Linked DNA regions of Gadus morhua: region 2 is linked to region 1. The links are chromatin contacts, called in public Hi-C maps. All regions are on one chromosome and are shown on one strand. Each heading gives the region's core, a stretch centred on a gene start, on an enhancer-like site or on the middle of the called end of the contact. The rest is flanking DNA. Distances are from core to core; before and after follow the strand shown. Region 1 holds the start of ulk4 (unc-51 like kinase 4). Region 2 holds the start of LOC115546168 (carboxypeptidase Q).

Region 1 (5,261 bases), core at 726-3,225:
CTACTTATTTTTGCCAATCTCCATCAGACATATAATTTCTTGGCTTCAAACTACGAGCATCATAATTGAAACATGAAGCTCTGGTATATGTCGTGTACTGAACAAAAGGATGTTACCATTACAATTTAGAATTTAAGTTAACCAAAATAGGTTTTTATGCAGTGTAGCCTAGAGCCAGGACTAAAGTCGTAGCCACCGACCTGTGCAGAGCTCCATGACCAACCACAGATGATTGCTGGTTTCATACCACTCGCAGAAGGACACAATGTTCTGATGGTCCAGGTCATTGCAGAGGCGTACCTGATTACCGACAAAGATATTAGTGGATTATCTATTTTAAACATGTAATCATGGAGATGTTCCTTTTTGTCTGAAAGATTTACCGACTATCTCTAATTAATGTCAATGTGTATTTCCTTATAGCTTTGGTCTAAACTCTACATTTTAAATAAATGGTTATGTTAGAAATGGTTATTTCAGCAGTTACATGATGGTTAAGGGTTTTTATTGACAATAAATCAATCAATATAAATAAATAAACCACTACATAATCGTTACAATTGCAAAGACATTGAAAGCATGTTGGTCAAACAAGTGTGTTGAGTTGCACGGTGTGGAATATAAAACACAGACTTACATGGTTGGTGATTTCTGGCCTCTTGTTCTTATCGGCACAGATAATGGCTACATAACCAAGACTGCCCTTTCTTCGGCCTTTATACACCACAGACCTGCTACCTGACCCTAGCTCATCATAAAGGATGAAGTTCTCCATCTGGTATGATATGAGGATGACATTAACTAGCTGCGCAGTATACACATCTTGGAAAATTAAAAGGAAACCACAATTTGTCCCGAGTCACATGTACAAAATATAAAGAATAACGTTTGGGCTGAACGTTCATGTTCTAGAATAGTAAACGTTGACCATAACGTAACACAGCAAGCATCGGGAAAATAAATTGTAAGCACGGAAAATTGGAATATGAATACAATTAATAATATAGCTTTAAATGTTGTTAATTGAAGGGTTGTTATATAATACAGACAGTAATTTCTAATATGATTAAATCATATTGATAAAATATACACCACTAACATAGAGCACACTGTAACGTTAGAAATCGAGCGAGACCGAGTTTACTGATCCGTTCACTAATACACACATTGTAAACAGCTGCATCCCCCGAGAAAAGACACGGTAGGGTCGGAAGTAAAATGGTATTGGACCATTGCTAAACTTACAATAAATGTATTTACAGTTTGGGTCTTTCCTCTGTTGTCATTGCCAAAGCCTCAACTTCTTTGGCTTGACCAACGCGCTGTTTGTTTTACAGGAAGTTGCTTTGGACCACTTCACTGCGCCTGCCGGGGGTGCAGGGAAATTTCATGGATATATAAGTTCCGTATATAGACAAAATCGCTTTCTATGTAATAATTTTGATTGTCTAATTCAGTCAGATATAAAAAATATTCACGTGAAATGAAAACGTATTGTTTGTTTTTGTAGTTTGCGATTTAGCCGTAATCAACTAACCCTAGTGTCGTCACCTTGGTGCTGTCCCTTCGTTGCTAAGCGACAGGACGAGATGCAAAAGGGTTGCCATAGAAGCTGAATGAGACGGATAGAAGTTCGACAGATAGATAGATGCATTCAATTATATAGATGTATGCTAACATTATCTTTTAACTATTTCATAAAGGACTTAATAACTTTTACAACCCTACTTTCAATAGCATTGTCACCGACGAAGGTCTGCAATACTATTCTAGAAGACCCCAAGGAAGTTATTAAAATTACACCAATTGATCAGAAGCAAGTGAACTTTGACAATGAACTTTGCCTTCCTGTTGGGCTTTAATACAAATAACATCCGGAGGTGCTTGGAAACAAGCATAGCCAGCCAGCGACGTTGTCACCAGAACACAAGCAACCGGAGAACCAGGAACACCGCTGCACATCGCCACCTGACTCTGCTGCTGCTACTGCTGCACCCCGCCGCCGGATGCTGCTAACAGAAGAGTCAGACCCTCACATCATAAACCAAATCTGGAATATATACATAACGATTGTGACATGCATAACCTGTACCTGTTTCTCGAGTTGTTAAATAGGGACAACCCAGTGATACACAACTTTGGACTTGCAATTTTAAAGGACTGTCATCACCAAGGCCATATAATGTTTCAATGGTTGCCTTCTGGAAAGAGGCTTCGTTCTCAAAAGGCCAGAACAGAAAGACTGAGAAGAAGTTTATATATATGCTATAAGATGTCTATGGTCGCAACTGTGGCCTGGCCATGGTAGGCTCTTGTACATACGTCATCACGTCGTAACACGTCATCACCAAGCGTCCGCTGCATGGACCATAATCACCATAATAAGTCTGCCGCCAGTCAGAGTTTTAACAACAATGGACAGCAACACAGAGAACACAGTTCGCACTTTGCTGAGTCTGTTGCTTATTTGGAGCCGTTCTCAGATAGAGCCCACTCTCACTGCTGGTTTAAACAGCTAAAAGTCAGTCGACTTCTCTATGGGACCAACGTGAACCAACATTTGAACCGCTTGACGCCATGTTTACCGTTTAATGGGAAAGAAGGCTCGTTGCCTTTATTATGTCCATAGTCGTCGCATGGACTATACGTCATCCAGCTCAGGTTGCGTAGCCGTGCGTGTGCGCGTGTCGGCTCATTAGCATCTGTACCGTGGCGGCCCGTACCGTAGCAGCACCACTCTCCCAAGTGGCCAAGTTGGCCTGGCCTGGCCAGACTGGCCACACTCACACTGGCAGATTTGAGCACAGTTAGGTGTGAAAACGGCCACGGCCAGATGGCCTAGTGTGAGTGCACCCTTACCTTACAGGGTTGCATCTCCTTCAGTTCACTCAGAAGTGCACACTGGGGTTTATGTGGGGGGGGGGGCATCTGTCCCTACCTCCTTTTGCACTGTATCGGCATCCCGGCTGAAGGGACCACCTGCCATATGGCAACACCTGGAGCCCATCCTGAGGGAAATGCAAGAGAGATTCCCGGATGTGACAACCATCCATTTTTTTAGCGACAGCCCCTGCACACAGTACAAGCAGCGTGGTCATTTTTACCTCTTTTGTACTGAAATTTTCAAGAAGGGGTTTACAAGAACTACTTCGAAGCCCGCCATGGCAACGGTGTCCCAGATGTTGTGGGTGGCACATTGAAGAGGTGGGCCGACAGGCTTGTCAACGAGTTGATATTCCCACGGCATTGTCCATGTACCAAGCTCTGAGTGAGGGACAATCAAAGGTGAAATTGTTTTACATTCAGGAGCAAGCTGTGGAGGACGCAGTGAAAGAATTGCAGCTGACCTTCCAGCTGTACCGTCCACAATGAGGCTCACAGGCCCGGTTCTACGGAGGTGCATAAGCATGCATTGCGCCCCCCAAAAAAATGTGCACCCTCAATTGAAAAAAGGAGGGAGATATTTTTTTTCACTAGTATCATAAAAGATAATAAAATACATGCTCACAAAACAAATTGTAATTAAACTTGTGACATTTTACATTAAATACCGTTATTTTCTGCATTTATTTTGTTCACTAAACCGATAAGAACGTTATTATTATTATGACGACAGATGCGCGTTAACTGCGCCTCGGCCGGTGGCCGGCGTCGTGTGAAAAATGCGCGCGCCCATGTGTATAGTATATCTATGGCGCGCACAGCACCGACATTGAACTTCTTCGGCGGCAACAATTAAGCATTTAGCCATGGATATCCGAAAATGGCTCAAAAAGAACACCGCAGAAGAATCAACTACATAAGACATTAACCAGAGCAGGGAGGAGGAGGGATCCTGTGCCCCCTGGTGGATCAAGTGTGTCACTGTCTTGGAACTTCCTACAGCAGGGATGGGCAACTTTCATGATAAAGAGGGCCACATTTTTCATCATAACCATCGGAGGGCCACATGACTGCACACTTTAACTAAACGTGAGCTGAGAGAAGCTACACAATTTTGAATTTGGTAGATATGATTTCCTGTATTCTGGTGCATTTTGGGGATGGCCACTACCTAAAAAATCATCCAGAATCATAACCTATGTACGGTATGTTAATTGAACCAACATACATTCATTTCATGTTTTCCATGCTCAAACAGCCACATGAATGGTCAGTATTTTTATCAGTGCAAAGGGCTCACATACATCATCATTCAATTAAGTCAAAAAACTGAAAAACAGTGGCCCAACATTAAGTGCAACAACTCAATGAGTTCAAACCCAACAAGCAGTTGTAGTAGTTGTAGTGGCGACTTAAGTGGATATCTTTAATGAATGATATCGCTTCTAAGCAAACTAGACGCATGGGTTTGCCTTCGAATTCTATGAATTCTTCTCATCTTTCTTGACCGAGTTTTCTGTAACTCGATCAATTATTATTATTCTTTTTTTTTTAATCTTTTTTTTTTATTATGTGCGGGCCTGACTGAGTGAGGATGCGGGCCGCACTGAGTGAGGATGCGGGCCGCCAGTTGCCCAGTCTCCACTCTCCAGTTTGTTGTTCGTTCATGAAAACTGGACAACATGGGACAGTTTGAGAAAATGGCTGCTGACAGCCTGTTGTCTGCACAAGTTACAATTTGATTGACATTGTAAAATCATTTGTTCTCACAAACCCATATTTGCCAGTTGTGTTTTGATTGTATTTATTTACAATCTTGTGAACTTTAAGAAAGGCACTATGTATTACTGATTACTTTTTGTGAAAATAACATTGCTAATTGGGTTTTACCTGTCAGCATTAAGAGTTTTGGATTGATAAACACACACGTGTTATTTAATGTTAAACATACTGGTATTGATAAAAATGAATTAATAATGGTTAAATAAAATTCCAATTAGGCTCAAGAGGTTGACATACTTTCTAGCAGCACTCTGTCAACAACAGCTTATTTTAGTTATGTATGCAATTGATAAACACACACGTACCCTTTTCGAGATGGCCAGGTGTAAACTTATTGACAGTAACTTACCTAAGAGCCTTTGGCACTATGCCGTTCAGGAAGCAGCCTACACCAGGAATCGGTGCTTTAATAAGCACACAGGCACCACCCCTTATACAGCACTGACAGGGAAAAAGTGTCATCTAGCCAAGGTGCACAAGTTGCACGGCCTTACCACCATGGACACGCCCGATCTCGTCTGATTTCGGAAGCTATGCATGATCGGGCCTGGTTAGTACTTGGATGGGAGACCGCCTGGAAATACAAGGTGCTGTAA
Region 2 (5,261 bases), core at 1,357-3,856, 230 kb before region 1:
AAGTTGTAATATTGTGTTTCACGAGAGGCATTATGGTCCCTGAGGTTTTCTAACATTTCCATAGCCAGGTGAAGCCTTATCTGAGTGGTTAGCATGAAACCTTTTTAGGCGAACCACTTTGTTACTATAAACCAAACAAAGAGTGAAGTGGTTCATCAAGTTTGTTTTTGTGTGCATTTTTTCTCCACTGCTTTGAGCACAAAGGTTTTAATCAATGGTTCTTGGTGGTTCTTCCCCAGACACAACGGAGATCCCAGATATAATGAACAAGACATGGAGCCTGGACTTTAAGACTGTGACCCCGGATGGTACACTGGCGGCCACTAGCTCACCGACCATGATGCAGGATGGTACAACCCCTCCATACATGATCCAAGCCGAGACTGAGGTGGGCATCGTTGACTTCCTTTTTATTTGCCTGTAAGGCTAAGCGAATTATAGCCTGATTTTTGAAAAACATTTATACTAGTCATGCATGTTAGGATATTTTGCATGTTGGGATCATTTACATGTCGCTAAAAAAGGGTGCTGCTTAAAGGAGCACCTGATTCTCAGTATACCCAGAAATAATCGATAAATTAAAATTAAACACTTGGAAAAATCCTAATACACTACTCTAACAACACTGCCTGGTGTGAACCGAAGCTTTCCCAATCATCTATAATTAAATATCAACATTCGTACGTTGAAAAGCCTTAACTCAGTCATCATATTGTGGTTTGAGTTGATCAAATTAACTAAATGTCAAATTCCCTAAGCATTTTTAAACATATATATTTATTCTGTAATATATATTTTTACGTACTATTATATATTCATATGTATTTGATTCCTTTTCATCAGGTAACAGGGCTGGAAGCCTCAGAAGAACCTGAAATTGAACCTGATACCGCAGTCCCTGAGTTCCCCACCACATTTACCTCGGACGACGACATCATCCTGCCTGAGGAGAGTGACAGGGTCTTATCTAAAGCCGGCTCGAGGGAAGAGATGGTGGTGGAACCAGAATTCGTGTCTGATAACATGTGGCAAAGGACGGAGGTGCTGGCTGGTGAGGATGGACGACTTCGTCAACACTCGCATGTTTACATAGTGGCTGTGTAAAGTCCCCCCACCTGGCTCCACGTGCGATGATGTTAACCCAGTGGTTTGATATTTAGAGACTGGTTACCAATGACCTTAAAGCACTATAAAAAGTAGTATCAAAACAAAGTGCCTTCAGTAAACGCATGAGATGCTGTGATTGTTCGCTCGTTCGATTAAAATTACACCATTCATTGAAATTGGCCTATTACGCATCCGTTGACTTGCAAATCGTCTATCTGGAACCCCTTTTTAAGCGGTGGTTCGTATTGCCGACGACCTGTTTGTAAAACGTTGCTCTCGTTCCCTCCCCCGTGGCCTAGCGGTGATAGCGTGCGGCGTGGTCGGGTTCCTGTGCGCCCTTTTCCTGGTCCTGTTCATCGCCTACCGCATGAAGAAGAAGGACGAGGGGAGCTACGCGCTGGGCATGGCCAAGGTCCCCCCCAGTGCCTACCAGAAGCAGCCCCCCAAGGAGTTCTACGCCTGAACCTCAGCTGACCTCGACGGCAGCCGGCGCCCGGGGACGTGTGTGCTCTCGTTGCGTCTGACAATCAGCACTCGAAGACACGGGGCATTATCAATCATTCGAAGTCTGAAGGGAGAGTGTTTCGTGTTTCGTTACAAGAGAAACCCGACACCGCGAATCAACCCCCCCCCCCCCCCCCCCCCCCCGCCCGGTGCAGCCTCATTACCCGGGTTTTTCCAAATGCAACCGTTTTTTCTGATTGGCCAAACGTCGGTGACATCACCTTGTCTAACAGAATGTTGTCACCGATTCACAAAGAGATATAGCAGTCCTTTTTAGGGGAGGGCGGAGTGGGTCAGAGCTTTGGATGTTGTCCCAGGGATTTGAGTTTTTGTGTTTTTAGCGTGGCTTTTTGCTCTGCAACGCTTTTTACTTTTAGTCGAGCCTCCTCCCCTTTCACCTCTTTCTGTCATATAGTCTTCTTTTCCCATCGCCGCCTGCCTTATTCTCTGAATTATGAATGATTAGCCAAAAACCAAAATGTCGGACTGTCCAATGGAAGGGGATTTAGCGGCTGATGTGTATTCGAAGGCTCAAGAAATTAAAACGAAATAATATCGTATTCAGTTAGTCACTCAACCGCACTCGTCCACTCCTCATGGGACGGTGAAGTACATCAGTATTGAGGACTTTGTACATGTCAGACATCCATTTACGACAGCTTTACCACATCGGGCTGGCCCTGTTCATGCATTTAAAGGTCCCATGAAATGCCACCAGGTTTGAGTGTGATTAGCCGTTACAAGCCGTTTTGAAAATCTGCCCCTTATGACATCATAAGTGGGCGTGTCCGCCTCGATGTGTGACGGATAGATAAGCAACGTTTGCTACAATCCACTGGGTAGGCTGGTGGACTGATCTATCCAGCACACATCTAGGTGGACACGCCCACTTGTGATGTCATAAGGGGGAGATTTTCAAAACGCTTGTAACGGCTAATCACACTCACTCCTGGTGGCATGTCATGGGACCTTTTAAGATCGATTTAATTTATACTTTCAGAGAGCTGCAGCCAAACCAGGACCTGTTAACTTCAGCATTGTAGCAAAGTTTATATCAACATTTAAACACGGACAAGTGTTCATCCTTTTTGAACCTAAGGATGAACACTACTTTATGGTACTAAATATAGGGTTATAAATATTCTTGTTGTGAACTGCATTATGTAATTTGTCCTCTTTACATGAGGTAAAGATATCTTTTGTTATCCTGTCGTTTAGGAAACAAGTTTGATTGCTGCATTTTGTTTGCCTTTTTCGATTGATTATTATTTTTCGGGAGATATGAATGTTTGATTCATCTACCTTTTTTTTTTTGCTATGAAAATGTGTTACTGGACCATCTTTTTTGATTATTGATTTCAATGTTTTGAGAAAAAGTCAAATATAATTGCGAATATCTTTGCCAAAGAGTTATTTTATATACAAATATATATATATACAGGAGTCGCAATGTCTTGCACCTATTCTTATCAATGTTGGTGCTTGTCCATTCATTATAGAGCAACCAAACAATTTCCTTTTTTTCCAAAAACGATGTCTTGGGTCAGCCCCAAACACCAAGTGGTTACCATGGGACATCGCTGGCGAGGGATTTCAGCCTACAATAAGAACAATTTCAACATTCGTGTTCAACCAGACAGGGTATTTACTCAGAGCAAGAAGGCCTGTGTGTGTCCGTGCACGTCTAAGCTACTACGCCACCAGGCTGGTTGAAGTGCTCCTAGCCGAACACTCTCTGTGCAACAATAGAGCAGGGAGATATTATCGACCACACCTCTAAGCGTGCCCATGAATAATTAGTGTAATCCACATGCCTTTACAAGTGGACTGACCTAAACCAAAGCACATTCCGCTCCTTACATTCCACGGAGCTTTTAGCGTACAGCTTGAAGGAGCAAAAACAAGCCAGATCGTGATGTCTTACAAATGTTTGGTTTAGTCCAATAAATCAATTTTACTGTTCACTTCGGAGAAAAAAAATATTAACGTTCGGGAGTTTTTTTGTTTAATTAATGGCGCTTTGCTAGCCAACTATTTCTCAGACGCTATGTATTTCAACATGGAGGATTTGATATTTGACCGTATATTTCTGACACACATTCTACGGTAATCTTTAATATAATAACATTAATAATGTTAAACTTAACAATAACCAGATGCTCAGTGTTATATCAAAAAGACTTATTTTAATGCAAACATTTGAGTGCTCTAAATCTGGAGAGGGTCGACGAAGGCAGTTGGATTATGTTCAGGTGTACAACACAGACATTTTGGCACAGTAATGTAAAAGCCGACCAAATATTTGTATTATCTTCAATTTTGCTTCGATATAGCCTACATGTATTTAAAAATAATTGACTTTGTGAAAACTTGGTAAGATTATGTTAATTATATTGAGAACTTGATATTAAACTGCCATTTTTTTTGATGTTAGTGCCATAGTGCTGGATTATTGTTTGTGATCATACACAAGTTTGATTACAATGAAATCGATTTCTATTCTTTTCGGATAAATCAAGCTTGTTCCAGTGTTTTTTGGTCCTTAATAAAATGTGGGCTTGATCCTACGCTATTTAATTACATTTCTTCTCACCCGTTTGGACTGGTTGGCCTATGTTGATTCTTGTCTTGTCACACTTTCCCAAATCCTTTTGATCAATATACTATATCTATTTTTTTACCGGGTTAAGGTCTGGGTTGGGTTACGTTGTAAATTAATGGTGATTAACCACAAAGAATCTTCATAGGCCTACTTTCTAGCATTCAAACCGTAACCAATGCAAACACATACAGACATGCTGCCTTTATTGATTCTGGCCGAACATCAGAGCATTTGAATAAAATTGGAACGTGTGGCTTTCTGAAAGTTGTAGGGTCGAGCTTATATCCATACAGAAAGGACACAGGCCTATAGTTTAACCCAAATATTACCATCTCAAGTAAACTACATTTAATGGAATTATTGTTCTCCACTTGGAAGAATTTTAGTTCATATAGTCTAATCCAATCATCTGCGGTAATTCTGAAGAACGTCACATTGCGGAAGTAAACAACAGTCTTGTGATTCCCCTGTCTGTAATGTTTAGATTGGTAAATTCTTCTGATGGCTCGCAAAAACCTGATCTAAGGGATTTATATGAATAAAAAATAATCCATCAAGAAGCATCATTGAATCGAGAGCAAAGCCAATGCATCTGAAACCGATCAAGGTAAGACCCATCTGAACTGATCAAGAACAGGCTGACACATATACTAGGCTGACATGAACGTTGTTGAACACATGGTTATAATGGAGTTAACTCTTGACAAGAAAGGCTCTGGGTCGCAAGGTTCATCAATGCAGTAAGACAGTATGCATGCAATTACTTAATTTGAAGCGCTTGTTTGTAGGCTGTGGTTGACCAATTATGAGTACGCAAATGGAAAAGCAAGTTGGAGGTTAGCGGTGCAGTCACAGAGAAGGCTGATCCACAGAAAGAGAAGTGGTATTGTCCCCTAGTCATGAGACCTGCGCTTGCCGTCTCGAGTTTCGTACATTGATCCGCATAATTGGAAAATAAAGCAGAATGTAATTTGATGTGCTGATTGATTTATATGTTGGCTGTCAGAGTTATTACCATGCCATTCACGTGTGCTACTTGGCTTCTGTA

Evidence for each region. A called contact is a pair of places that touch in the nucleus more often than the background predicts.
Region 2: a Hi-C map of gonad shows a contact between it and region 1, with 6 times the contacts expected there. The contact joins the promoter of LOC115546168 here to the promoter of ulk4 in region 1. A contact is called at or near these places in 2 of 6 Hi-C or Micro-C datasets (gill and gonad).

What each region holds. Positions count from the first base shown.
Region 1 is chr6:4,369,637-4,374,897 of gadMor3.0, reverse strand. It overlaps ulk4 (unc-51 like kinase 4), which reads right to left and starts at 1,975. Exons shown (of 23, transcript XM_030359222.1): 1 at 1,261-1,975; 2 at 638-775; 3 at 201-300. The coding sequence starts at 775. It also overlaps the pseudogene LOC115546194.
Region 2 is chr6:4,599,555-4,604,815 of gadMor3.0, reverse strand. LOC115546168 (carboxypeptidase Q) reads left to right here and starts at 2,606. Exons shown (of 11, transcript XM_030359862.1): 1 at 2,606-4,820. The coding sequence starts at 4,800. LOC115546169 (syndecan-2) reads left to right here. Exons shown (of 5, transcript XM_030359863.1): 3 at 240-388; 4 at 844-1,051; 5 at 1,407-2,171. The coding sequence ends at 1,570.